2 separate regions of the Zea mays genome follow, and region 1 is linked to region 2. Evidence: chromatin contacts called from public Hi-C data. All regions are on one chromosome and are shown on one strand. Each heading gives the region's core, a stretch centred on a gene start, on an enhancer-like site or on the middle of the called end of the contact. The rest is flanking DNA. Distances are from core to core; before and after follow the strand shown. Region 1 holds the start of LOC103646242 (CLIP-associated protein). Region 2 holds the start of LOC100382635.

Region 1 (7,333 bases), core at 2,645-5,144, 670 kb before region 2:
CAGATGATCGAACCTTTGGTTCTATTTTATCCAATCTCGAATTTATTTCTTTTAGCTGCAGGCACCAAATACAGATTAAAGTAATCCCTGTTGATGGGCAGACTTGAAAACAAGAGACATAATAATCATCTAAAGCATGAAACTGCTAGCCCAGCTATTAAAAGGAAATTTTAGCAATAAAAGTACCATATATGAAGGCAGATTATGGCGCTGCAACTCTTCATGAAATTGTGATCCCATGTGTTTGTACATCTCCTGTAGTGAAAAACAAATGAAAGCTTACTAGAAAAACTTTAGGCTGCCTAGATAACAGGTGTGTGTCCCAGCCAATCAGTGTGAACAGTTTAGATGAAAGCAAAATAGATGAATCTGGGTACAAGGGATTAAAGCAATTCAGCTAGAAGCAAAGGGGCTTGGAGGTACATTGAATGTTGCTGTGAAAATGATTCAGTCTCTCCAGCTTGCAAATGTGAGATGGACTATTGGGAAATTGAACAAGATCAACAGAAATAGAGATCATACGGTCAAGAACAGAGCATAAAATCATGGGCGTGGAAAAAAGAAAAGAAAAGTGTTAGCTGAAGCAGTTCTATACAGTATGGAACATGGAATCAACCAACCTCAATACAATAGATAGCAGCATCTCGGACACTTTGGTTCGAATCATTCATCAATTGCAGGACCTGCACACGAGATGGAGAATCTTAGGGCTTATAAATTTGGAGAACAAAAGAATAAACGACAACCATCTGAAAGTGTAGTGTTGGCTTACAGGTGAAAGCAAAACCCGTTGCAAGGAAATCTCAGTAGAAGCAAATAGCCCAATTGCAGTTGCCACCGTACGTACAAACTCTTCCCGCACCCTCCAACTCTTATGAGTCCATGCATAACTACCAGCTCTTTCAACTATGATTGTTGGTGAAGAAACCTGAGTTGGACAAAAACAAAATATTTCAAGACGATAACTTTAAAACAAGCAAACATCTAGGCTTGAATGCTTTGATAATCAAAGGACGAAAGTACATATGTAACATGGTTTAAGAATAGTATTTGTCGGTACCACAGAACTGGGGTACCCCTTACTATTGTATCAAAATGCAGTACCCACACGGTTATCTCTAATCGTGAGCTAAGGAACTCAGTAGCTCGACCCAAGTCACGACTCGCCCGAGGCCAACCCCGAAGGAGAGACGCAGTCGCGACTCGCCCGAGGCTGGCCTCCCGACTCGCCCACTCCAACCTTGGGCGAGAAGCGCATTTCCGATCCGCCCGAGGGCGTCTTAGGCGACGCTCCGAAAGCTACTCGCCTCGGCCAACCACTCTGATTCCAGAACGGCGCATGTCCCCGCCTTATGAGTAGGTTCAGTGTCACCACGTGTCCAGGGAGGCGATATGCTCAAGGACTTCACCGAGTCTGGAGCCCCATATGGGTGGGTCCCAGACCCCCATGTACGCAATCCGGACCCCCTAGAAGGTCCAAGACCTCCACGTATACAAACTGGACCCCGAACATGCCCCAGGGAAGAACATGCCCCTGGCCCTACTACGAACCCATGCAGAGGGCCCAATGACACCACGTGGCGCTGGGTGTAGGGTTGGAAACGAGCCAAGCCGAGCTCGACTCGGCTCGGCGCGGCTCGTTGACAGACCGAGCTCGGCTCGTTCACACAACGAGCTGAAAGGAGGCTTGGCTCGGCTCGCGAGCTGGACCTTAATAAATAATATTACATTATATAATGATTTAATAGTATATAAATGTGAAAAATATAATCATCATACAACATTATAAGTAAAATTATTCATTATCCATCATTATTGTATAGTTTGATTAATTTGGCACAGCTCGCGGGCCAAAACGAGCTGGCTCGGCTCGGTGGACCAGCGAGCTCGAACACGAGGCTCGCGAGTCGCTCCGAGCCGAGCCGCCTTGAGCTTGAGCCGGCTCGCGAGCCTCGAGCTTTTTTCCAGCCCTAGTTGGGCGCATGGAAGCAAGGCCTCAACCCGCATTAAATGCAAGGCGGCCAAGGCGTGCTCTGACCAAGCGCGGGGCATTGGCAGGCTTGTGACAGGTCTCTGTAACCGCCCCGCGCATTACCGAGGCGCACTGTAGCATGGCAACGCCGCGCGCATTAAATGCCCGCTCAAAGCTCCGCGCGTTACCGAGGCCGATGTGCTACGCGCGTGGGAGACACCATCATGAAGCGTCGTTCGATCGGGTATTGTGTCAGACTGTCAGTTACAGTGACCGGTCGGATGTGACATCACAGGCAACTACGCACACTCCTACGCACGTCAGCGTGCCAATCTACGTTGCAACCCATACCAGAGCCTTCGCCCATACGCTAACAAGACAGGGCGAAGGAAAGGTTGGTCAAGAAATCTGCACGGTGACCAAGAGAAGATCTCTGTCCGCCGACGACATCAATTGTTCCATGTAGTATGTTTTTATTACTATATTCCTGGACCCGCCTGTCGGAGCTCAACTTTCTTGTATGTGCCCCCCTTGGGCTATAAAAGGAAGGGCACATAACGTTACAAGGACAGACTCCCTCGGAGACCCTTGGACACACGCAGACTCCCATTCCTCATGCAATACAACTCACAGTGGATGTAGGGTATTACGCTCCGGCGGTCCGAACCACTCTAACCCTGGTGTTCTCAAGTTCATCCAACTGGTCAGGCAAATCCCTAGGCTCCCCCTAGTTCACAGGATTAGGCGGGTGCATTAAGCCACCCGGCTGGAGTTTTCTCTCCGACAGTATCATATTAGTTAATATACTGCAATAAAGCATTGACAGGTAAAAATAGTACAAAAATAGTATACAATTTATACTGCAATAACTTTAGATGCCCAAATATCAGATTGCATACAGGGAAGCAGCTAAGAATTTACTTGAATCCCAATTTTATCTTTGTTTGCTATAACCAAAATCACAGGAGAACAAAAGATATGCCACTGGATGTTCACCTTAGGAACAATAGTCGAGCCCAAGAGCACACGATTCCTACAAACATATAGCCCGTTGATCCATTTAAATGTTATGCCTATCAAACTATCATGGTCAGCCGAATAGACCTTTGGATTTCTCGCTTGAGCACAACCATGCAACTTGTACATCTACCGTGCCCCACCCCACCCAACCTACCTAAAAAAAACAAGCCCCAAATCTCCAACCTGTACCAGCTCGACCTCTTAGCACAAATTCATAACTTAACCTAGCTCCCCAGCTACATGCATTTCCGGGGGAGAGACGACAGGCCGCTCAGAACGGCGACGAAAGGAAGCTCACCTCCATCAGAGTAATGAGGAGCTGCCGCGCGGCGTCGCGAACGGGCTGCTTGCCGTCGCCGAGGCGTTCGACGGCGGCCGGGACGAGGGCGTTGAGATGGATCTTGAAGTGGTCGCCGGCGACGACGGCGGCGGCGGAGAGCGCCTGGAGGCCGCCCTGGGCGATGCGGAAGTTGGCGTCCCGCGTCAGATCCATGCAGGTGTCCACGAGCGCGGTGACCTCGGCCGCGGTCAGCCCGCGGCGCGCCGCGGCGTCGAGCGCCTCGTGCAGCCGCTCGACCCCGGCCAGGCGCTCCTTGGTGTCCTTGGCGCGCGCCGCCTCCAGCGCCGCCTCCATTCTCCCCACGCGACCGGGGGCACCGCCACGGGGGTGAGCTTTAGGGTTCCGGGCCGCGGGACCGGCGGCGAGGCGGGCAGGAGATGGCCGGATCTGAGGAGGGAGGGGGCGGGAGGGGTGAGGTGGGCCGTGGGGGAGTGACAGAGAGCGCACACAGCGAGACGAACACCAGATGCAGGGTGGTTGGGGGCTGGGGCTTTTGGTGGATTTTGTGCAGTTAGCCCCCTGATGTTTTGTATCCTTTGCACCCGAGAGGCCTTTGCGTACAAGCCTTCCGTATGAACTGGACTCTGGATTCTGGACTGTGGCTCCGGGAGACCGGAACGGTGGACTGTGGACACCGCTGGCTGGGCAGAAGGAAACTGCGCCAAAAGCTGGTGGCGCGTGGAAATTTTGGACGTATTTTAAACGGTTTGTTTTTCCTTTTCTCCACAGTCTGAGCTGCCAGTTTCTCTTCTGGATTGGAATGGCTTGAAACAAACAATAATCCATCCATACCCTTGTCATGCAAGGTAAAGAAGGCGTGGGAGGAGATGGCAATCCATTCCAAATCATTTCCACCACCCGTGATGCGGGTGGCCTGCCTGTCCCCTGCAGCTGCTGGTTCGTTCGAGACTCCGAGTGCAGCATCATTCCATTTCCAGGCCTGAGTGGTATTGTTACGGCAGCTGGACTTCAGCCACAACTGATGTACACCTAATATGTATCTGAGAAATCTGAAGAACTATGCACTGGTATACCATTTATTACATTAATCTGAAAGAGAAGTGTGCTAATGAGAGCATGACGCCACGTCATGGTGATATCTCGTACCCATCAGATACGGCGACCAAGGGAGACGAGGCAATTTCAGTTCCGGCGGCTGGTAGGCATCCGTCCGACTGTCCGAACGCTGCTGCACTTGTCTCCGCGTAGCCATGCCAGCCGGATGATGTGCGCACTCGCACCAGCACCAACCAACTGCGGCGACGTTACGCCTCAACCGATCCGGCGATTAGCGCCAGACTGATCATCATAATCCATCCACAACTCACGGATTATGCACGGCCATCGTACCCGTACGCCGTATTTTCTTCGCGCTGCTAGTGCCTGCAGTACGCAGACAAATCTTGGGTTACTAGCACAACTACATCTTGGGTTACTAGTAGTACATCATCCAAATCCTTTGCTGAAAGCTTACGACGGCTTGAAGGAAGAATGAGAACGCTTTCCATTCGTCGCTTATTGGGTGCTTAGCCTTGTCCATGAACAATGATAATCTTCTGGAGCCTGACAGAAAAGAGGGCGAGAGCCGGCCATCATCTCATCTCTCATCGCCTCCCGCCTTTTTTGCTAGTATGGGGCACTCGTGCTGTCGCGCGCCATCGATCCATAGGTGAGCACTCGAGAGACATTTTTTTTTTTTGGTATATGGACCAGGCTGCTCATGCCTGCCTCTAGGCTCTAGGTGGGCTCACAGCGCGAGAAATCAAATGCCTTCTTTCATAAAAAGAATTTAGGAAATGCAGAAACAGCTAAAACATTGAATGGATCAACGGAGCACTCGAAATCATACCGATACAGGACTTCAGGGAAAGAGTTTAGTAAAATGTCTTCGAAAGCAACATCGGAAAAACATACCGGCAACAAAATACGATGAGGTTGGTAGAGATGCTGTTCCCAAAGCTTGTATGGTGGACAGAAGTCCAGTGACGATTTGCTTGCCTGTTTTCTTTATTCAGCATGTCTACTTATTATAGCCATCCTAACAACCCTTTAATCTGGATAAAAATGTCAACCGAACTGCTAACAAACCAATTTGTGGACAATATGTTGCTAACTAACTCTAATAAACTCTCTAGCAAACTTAATTCTATTAAGGACGTCTCCTTTGGTAGGTGATGTCGGTCATAACATCCGCCTCGTTCTTTGAAAACAGCTCGTCCTCAAGCTAAACTTTAGGGTAAGAATGGCGAAAACTGTCGACCAGTTTCCAAGTAGCGTCGGACTCGCTCAGCCCCGCCCAGTGCACCAAAACATGCAAAATGTGCCACGTCGTACCTAGGCCTTGAGGACATTATAGGAGTTTGGCAATAGTCGACCCTGCTCCATGGGGGAGATTTCATCTGGTTGCGTGCCATGGAATGGCTTGACGAGACCCATGTGAAAGACATTGTGAATGTGTGTGTTGGTCCGGAGCTACAGACAGTAGGCGGCCTCCCCGATGGGCCCCACCGCCTTGAACGGGTTGGCATAGCATGGCCCCAGCTTAATGTTTTGGCGCGGTATGAGCAACACCGCCTACCGGTGTAGGAGACGCAACCAAACCAGTCTGCAGTCACCGACAGAGAACTCTAAGGTGTGGTGGTCGTCGTCGTAGACACGGTTTAGCGTAGGCTTGTGCTTGAAGTAGTTGGTCCCGAACCTCAGTGAGAAATGTGCCACGTTGTCGGAGCATGTCCTCCGGCGTCAGCGTCTATGTGTTGCCTGCAGTATAAGAGATGAACGTCGATGTGTCGCGAGTCGCGACCATAGACGACCTTAAAGGGAGTGGTGTGCAAGGCTGGGTGGAAGGTTGTATTGTAGCAGTATTCCACCCCAATGTAGCTACTCCACCCATGCACGTGGCGATCGTCGGTGATGTAGCGAAGTTACATGGCGATGACCTTGTTGATGACCTCGAACTGATCGTCTATATGGGGTGGCATGTGGTGCTCATGCGTAGCTTGATGCCTGCAAGGCGAAAGAGGTCACACCACACATTGTTGGTAAATATGGGGTCGTGGTTGTTGATGATGGAGATCGGGAAGTCGTGGAGACATATAATATCGATCAAGAATGCATGTGCAACGGAGGACAACGTATAGGGGTGGTCCAAGGGAATGAAATGGGTGTATTCATAGAAGCAATCTATGACGGTTAGATGACTGATTTGTCGTGCACCTGCAGAAGGCCCTAAGTGAAATTAAGAGAGGATGTCCACCCACACCTAGGACAACACATCCAAAGGTTGGATCAGCCTGAATGAGTGGATGGTCTATGTTTGTTGTGTTGACACATAGTGCATGCATGGACGAATACATGCACCAGGGTGTGCTCACGTTTGATGTGGAAGTCGGCACGAAGGCGGTGTAGCATCTTTTGTTTCCCTTTGTGGCTGGCGGTGTGAGCTAGTTGGAGCATCTGAGGAAGCGTGTGGAGGATGCCACCAGGAAGATCTTGGTGTTGTGCAGGATGAGCCATCATGGTGTTAGGGGGTAGGTCTCCTATGGTGATCTGGTCGTGGGCATTAACGAATGTCGGGTCGATGTTGACCTCCCAGCGTATGGTGTCGAGCAACTAGGAGGGCTTGGAGGTGGCTGGCACTATGCACTCCTCTGTGTCATGACATGATAGGGTGTATGACATTGTGTTGAGGCACCCTAGTCGAAACTCAACAGTGAAGTTGAACCCAAATAGTTTGTTGAACCATTGATGCTAGGGGATTGTGAACAACTGCCGATCAAGCAAGAACTTGAGGTTGTAGTTCTTTGTTCGTATCACAAATTGGCGACCTTAAAGATATGGTCGCTAGTGGTAGACTGTCAACACGAAGCTGGTCAGCTCGCGCTTGTATGCCATGGTCTTTACGTGGCAAGCGTCAAATAGTCAGTTGAAGAAGGCGAGGAGGCCAACACCCTAATGGAGCACGACGCCAAACCTAGCCTTGAGGCGTCTCACTCGACAAT
Region 2 (6,900 bases), core at 2,729-5,228:
GAGGGCCGAACCTCGGTAAAACAAATGACCCGTGTCTCGTGTGCTTATTGCTTGTGATTTGTTTGTCTTTTGCCTTTCTTGGTTCCTCTTGCACTACTCTTTGCTAATTCTATTTGGTGTTGCTTTAAGTTAAAATCTTATTTAGTGAAGCAACACATTGCAAGAGAGAAGTTGTGTTATTACTGTTCTTATCTAAGCCTTCTTGCTTTATTCTCATAAACTTGTTAGTAGTATTGATTTATCACTTCCGCATTATTTAAGCGCAATATTCTTTACAAGCAAGAACTTAGTTTTTATTCTCCGATATTTGTATATCTTATTCTAACCACTAATCGAGGGATCTAGTTGGGGGATAAAGTTTTAATTTTCAGGTTTTGCCTATCCAACCCCCCTCTAGGCGACTTTCAATACTCATGCAACGTCAGCAACGATCGTCATCCCAGCGTACAAGAATTCATGGCCGGTCAGTAGCGACTTACGTGGTAGGTTGGGCTTCAGGTGGACGATAAGCTAGACGGCGTGATGGCGCCGTTGTCGGATGTGGTGCCGGCCAGAATAACCCGAGAGTCGTCGACGTTGGCGACAACCATGAGGTCCCCCTGCTTGATGATGGATAGCGGTGCAGCCGCTCTAGACCGTGTTCAAGTGACGACTGCGCCGGAGCTTGTCGTACACAGCTGCGCATGCGACCACGTAGGACTGCTTCGAGAGGTTGAACTGGCAGTCACCGAGCTTCTTCTCGTCGTTGATGAGCGACGCCGACGTGAGTGTCTCCAGCTAGTGGTGTTTGTTTGGGTTTCCAAGTAAGAAACATTGATTCATCATTGGTGTTGGTTTATGAAAATGACTCATAAGTTAGATCCATGAAAAAATTATTACGGAGAATAATTGTCACGCATGCGAAAAAAGAAATTTAAGTTAACACTGGCGTTAGCTGATCTAGTACTGGCACGACCACGTTGCAGCTGGATTGGTCCCGTAGTCCCGCTGTTGTTGCGTCTCATCCACCTCCTTCCTCAATCCCCATCCAAAATTGTTGATGTTTGTTGGTTCTGCAGTCTCGTACTTGGGGTGTTGCTGCTCTCGCCATCAACGTATTTGGGTGCTACTATCACATTCACAATTGACGTGTTTACGGGTCTGTTTAGTTTTTTGGGACTGTAACCCGGACGGAGAACGGGGGGAATCATTATTGTCTCCAGTGCTCCCCCCCCCCCCCCCCCCCCCCCCCCCCCCCCCCCCCCGGCCGCCGGACAAAGAATGGAACGAAGAACGTCTCGTCCAACTCTCGACCTTTCGGTTCTGATGCTTCAGGTCCAATGAGCCGGTGTCGTTATTTGGGACCCATTTGGATTGTTTTCATGGGTTCGATCAACCGAACCAGGCCCACGGCCCATCTACGACACTGCACTGCACTGCTGCGAAAGACCATCATCACGTTCATATATGCATGCATGATGCATCTCGACGGCAACTAACGGCCGAAACAAGCAGGGACTTGTTGCGTCCCGGGGGCGGGACGCAACAATCGCACGTGAACGCGTCAACTCATCAGATCATCGCACCCGTGGCAATCCGCGTAGCCTTTTTTCCCCCCGTCGCAACCGACGACTCCCTAGGTGCGCCATCGAGTTTTGTCACCAGCGCAAGCATCATGTAACTCCTGACCAGTCACCCCACTCGCCGGCGTTTATTAGTTTATTATTATTCTACCGACGGCGTCCGTAGAGCAACAAAAGCAAGCAAGCAGCATGGAAGGAGAAGGAACCCTGCCTTGCATTCAATTCGAGTTTTTTTTTCTTCTTTTTTTTTAAAAAAAAAAATCTACTGTTTCTTTCTTTCTTTCTTCTACTCGTATGCTATTATTCTGTACTACCATAAAAATCATCAGTGTGTTGGCCAGCATACGCATGTGCGTATATACGTTTTGGTGGTGCAAATATAAAAGTTTGTGAGCTTTTTTGCCGAGTTGCACTGGATATGAGGTGGGCCTGCTAGGCCTTTATGCTGCTTTTCCTTTAAGCTCACTCTTCTCAAGTTAGCGCCGCGTTGGCTGGCATCGCATCAAAGACCGGCCGCACGGGGGCAGGGCAGCACCGGCACCGCTGTTTTTGTTTGCCTCCCGTGAAAATTTTGTTAGGCCCACAGCTAGCTCGAGCAACGCCATGACCTAAGCTATTTAGATTAATCATGGAATGCATTTTTTTTATAATAAATCTATACGGAGATATAATTCTGGATGCTATTTTTTTATATAAATTTAGTCAAGCTTCCATATTTTTTATTAAGTTGAAACAACCTATAACAGTATTTTTTTATTTTTTTATTTTTGAAACGAAGCAGCACTACTAAACATACCCTTAAAGCACGGTTTATTTGGTTTAATGGACGTGATACAAAAAAATAAGGCTCTGACTTCTGAGGCGCCGCACTCATACTACTCTAAATTCGTACTCTAAAAGAAATATTCTATCCTAGTCAGCAAGATTCTCTACTCTATACCACAATTTTTCGCGGTCATATTTACTCTATATTCCAACTCTATATCAACTATCATATATTATATTATTTTTTTTCACTTTATATTCTCTTGCTGCAAAAATCTGCTGCGCTGGCTACTTGCTCGCATGCTTCCCGTACAGCCAAACCGAGAGAAGGATGTTTGGAGTGAGAAGAGTAGGTACGCTGTAAATAGAGTTCCTCAGGGCCTCTCTACGTTTACAGTCCCGTGTGCAGTGCCCCGCTGCAGATGTTTTTTGACTGTATGTCGGGTAGAATTTGGTTTACAGCATGTCACTGCGAACAGCCTGAGTAGCCATGGCTGGCGGGTACGCGCGCGTGCAACATGCACGTACTTCTAGATTGCATTTTGATTTCTTTTTCGTTATATTTTCTAATTGAAAGGTTTTTATCATTGAACCAATTTCATATTTATGTTCTTAATGTTTTTACAAACAAAACTAGATTACACATGATATAAAATATTTAAAAATTTATTTATATACTCTTCTTTAAAACACGTTCTACTATAAACAATCAAATACGAGTTGTATGGGTCCCTAATGCACTAATGAAAATAAGCAAACAAAAGACTATATATTGATTAGCCTTTGCATAAAACAGTCTGACTCCGCACATACGAGCCAGCAGCCAGGCTACCATCTTACAACAACTAAGGGCATGTTTGGTTTCAATTAGTTCTAGGACTAAACTTTGGTCCTAGGACTAAACTTTAGTCCCTATATGTTTGGTTTTAGAGACTAAATAGATTCTAAAGTCATTAAATACATTGTCCAAAGACTCAAATACCCTTAGAATATACTCATAATATTAGTTATCTATAAAAAGGTAAGGACAATATGATAATTATGAGCTTTTAGTCTCTTTTAGCACCTATGTGAAGGACTAAAGACTAAATCATTTTAGTTCATATTTTAGTCCTAGTGTTTGGCAAAAAAGGGACTAAAAACTAGAGACTAATCTTTAGTCCCTCTAACCAAACACCCCCTAAAAACAAGAAGGCATTAGTTGCCCAGTAGCTGGATTCTACTAAACATGACCTTTTTATGATACGTTTTTTTACCTTTTTCGCTAAAAAAGACAGGTTTGTGAGAAAAAAAATTCAAAGCCTAACACATTTATCTAAAATCCGATTTTCCTGAGTGTACTAGTAAAACCCCATAACGTAATTCCAAAAGTAGCAAAGAAACTGTTTCAAAAAAAAATAAAAAAATTCCAAAAGAGTTCAGAAGCGTGAGAATAGAAGAAACAACTGGGCGGTCTGTCTACTCTGCACCCTGGACCAAAAAAAAATAGTATTAAAAAAACAAGGCACGTCTGGAAGGAAAACCTCGCTCGTCTCGGTGCAGTATCTCCCACCCGCCAATTAATGCTGCTTCGGGACCAGCGCCTCACTTCAATGCGAAGAACCAAAAAGGACTCTGGCGAGGAAAAAAAAGAAAAGAAAGGAAGGAGCAGCAGCGCTGCGGAAGCAGAGCGCGAGGAAGGAGACGGATTTGCTCGGCTGGGATCCCCCGCCAGGGGTCCACATGGCGGCGTCGCCTTGAGCCGGGCCTCTCCTACCCGCGACGTCCTGCGATGCCGCCGCGGGGAGCGGCGCTCCTCCTCCTCCTCGTCGTGCTCTGCGGTGCGTCCTTGAGATTTCTCCTCGTTTCTTCTCAGTGCTTTGCGTTTTTCTCGGGTTCCAGTGGCAATGCCGGGGCGAATTCTAGTGCGGGTTGCGTTCTTGCGGTGGGATCGCGGGGCATGACGTGCGTGGCAAGTTCCACTGGTCTTGTGCGAGGCAGAAGATGGTTTCGCCTTTTGCTCCGTGGAGCTGTTGCTCTCGTGATTCCTCCGAGCGCATCTGAATCATGCCTCAGGCTTTCACATGTAGAAGTTGGTATTCCTTCTGAAAAAAACTGCACTTCGATTCTTTTTGGCTTTGGCGCCGCCGCCGCCGGTGAACTCACTCTCCTGGCATGGTTGTCCGCGTGCCTGAGTAGGACTTCCTGGGTTGTTAAAACAGCGTGCGTAGATATGACAAGAGCTACAGTATGGTGCGAGCGGAGCGTTTTCTGTCTCATATGGAGTTCGAAATTTTTAGGCTTTGCCAGTTCGTTCAACTGGTTCAAGTGTCAATTGTCATTGGACTCTACGCTGCCTTAACTGGATACAGACTGTACAGTTCCAAATGCAGGGAACGAAACCCAATGTTTGGTGCATGACTTGTATACTTTGTTTTTGTTGTTTCTTGTTTGAATATCCAAAGCAGTGCAACTGGGAACATCAAGCTCAACAAGTCTTGCATCATACTTATTCGGATTCTGGAGTAGAACCCACCAGCATCGCTTTCCTGCACTAGCCCCTGGCCCAGCCCCTTCTCCTCAACCTGAAGGTAAAGCACAAAAAACCCTTTGAGGTCTGTGCACATGAATGGTATAAGTGTAGCAATCAGATATAACTCTCAGTTTCTCACCATGAACGAAAATATATTTTTTCAACATGTACCTTTCTATTTGCTCTATTTAGCATTCTTCATACAAATCATTGTTCCTTCTGATACTCAGGCGCCATTATTGCTCACCCAGTGCATAGGCATCACAGAAGAAGACACCATGCTTCCCCACCACCTTCATCATTTTCGCCAGAAAGACAAGGTTTTTTTACCTTCTCAGCTGTACAATATAGATTACAAATCTTATTGTTAAGTATGAAGAAATCAACAATAATAAGACCTTTTCATGCCTGAGTTTTGACAGATTGCAGCAGAACAACTTGTTCTGCTCCACTTACGTCGACTCCAATTGGTTCACCCTGTGGTTGTGTATATCCTATGCAAATTCAGCTTGATCTTGGTGTGGCGCCGTATCAATTGTTTCCAAGAATTGATGAATTAGAAATCGAGGTGGCAGCAGGTACATTCTTGAAACAGAGTCAAGTTCGGATAATGGGTGCTGGGAGTAGTCTTCAAGATCCTGAAAAGACAACAGTGACCATTGATTTGGTGCCATTAGGCCAGAAATTTGATAGGACTTCAGCCTTACTGATTAGCAACAGATTTTTGCAAAAGAAGGTGCCAATAAACTCATCCACTTTTGGTGATTATGTTGCTACATATGTTCATTATCCAGGTGCGTAGATGTTGATACATTCATTTCACTAGCCTTCTGTAGTGGTTTTTGTTGTTTTATTTATCTAATCCTTGTTCTTTTCTTTATCTAATCATACACATATCACAGGCCTTGCTTCTTTAGTACCTATTCCTGGATCATTGGGTCCAGTAAGCAGTAATGAGGACCCTTTTGGTGCAAATATACACAATAGAAGGCACCACAAGATTAACTCTAAAACTGTTGCCATAATTGCTCTATCAGCTGTGGTTTTTGTTTTGACGTGCTTGGCCATTGGCATCACTTGGAGATTCAATGGACTAAAACATTCTCATGCTATGGGCCCTATTTCAAGTTCGTCCATCACTAGAAAAGGAGGTAATTTGGTGACAGTTCGCACATTATTCTATACTTGTGTATTGAACTATAGTCATTTGCATTTGGATTGATTAAGATGCAAATTACATGTTATCCCTTGACCTTGTTAGACAGAGGTACTTTCTACTCCTGTGCCCTGAATTAGAATATGGGTCAGGTGATGCACACTTGACACTCCTGTGTTCCTGCTTCCCATTGCCAGGAACTCACCCTGGTCCTTGACTTTGGTTTTTAAACTTCTTGTTGCTTCATATCTATTTCATTTATGTTCCTCTATCTGGTCCAGTGAGTGGAGGCACTATCAATACTTTGGTTTGTGATGCCTTGAAGTATGTCATGATACAACAATCTTGTTACTATTTACACATCAAAAGACCAGTGAGCACAGAGCATTGACTTGGACACTAAGGGCACTGTCTTGATTTAATTCACGAACAACAATGCATAAAGAAGCATAAAACACCCTAGTTGAACATAAAGTCCCTTTATTTTTTTGTAATAGAATTTATTTTTCTGTTTCAGCTATGAGGTCATCGTTCTCTGGTACGAGCAGCTCGGCAGCATCATTTGGTTCAACAATAGGAACCTGCCCATCCACCGTGAAGACATTTACAATAACTGAGCTTGAGAAGGCCACAGAAAACTTCAGCTTCAACAAAATAATAGGCGAAGGGGGTTATGGACGCGTCTATCGTGGTGTAATTGAAGATGGTGTTGAGGTTGCTGTCAAATTGCTCACAAGGAAACATCAAAACAGAGACCGCGAGTTCATTGCAGAGGTTGAGATGCTAAGTCGTCTACATCACCGCAACCTTGTCAAGCTGATTGGTATATGCATTGAGCGGAGCACAAGGTGCTTGGTTTTTGAGCTCGTTCCAAACGGAAGTGTTGAATCTCATCTACATGGTAT

What was found. A called contact is a pair of places that touch in the nucleus more often than the background predicts.
Region 1: a contact with region 2 is called in a Hi-C map of tassel, with 1.9 times the contacts expected there. The contact joins the promoter of LOC103646242 here to the promoter of LOC100382635 in region 2. A contact is called at or near these places in 2 of 25 Hi-C or Micro-C datasets (ear and tassel).

The regions. Positions count from the first base shown.
Region 1 is chr2:31,861,714-31,869,046 of Zm-B73-REFERENCE-NAM-5.0, reverse strand. LOC103646242 (CLIP-associated protein) reads right to left here and starts at 3,894. Exons shown (of 21, transcript XM_008670969.3): 1 at 3,291-3,894; 2 at 773-928; 3 at 621-683; 4 at 187-255; 5 at 1-55. The coding sequence starts at 3,626.
Region 2 is chr2:31,195,690-31,202,589 of Zm-B73-REFERENCE-NAM-5.0, reverse strand. It overlaps LOC100382635, which reads left to right and starts at 3,978. Exons shown (of 8, transcript NM_001175359.1): 1 at 3,978-4,147; 2 at 4,772-4,897; 3 at 5,070-5,159; 4 at 5,262-5,633; 5 at 5,742-5,990; 6 at 6,513-6,896. The coding sequence starts at 4,099.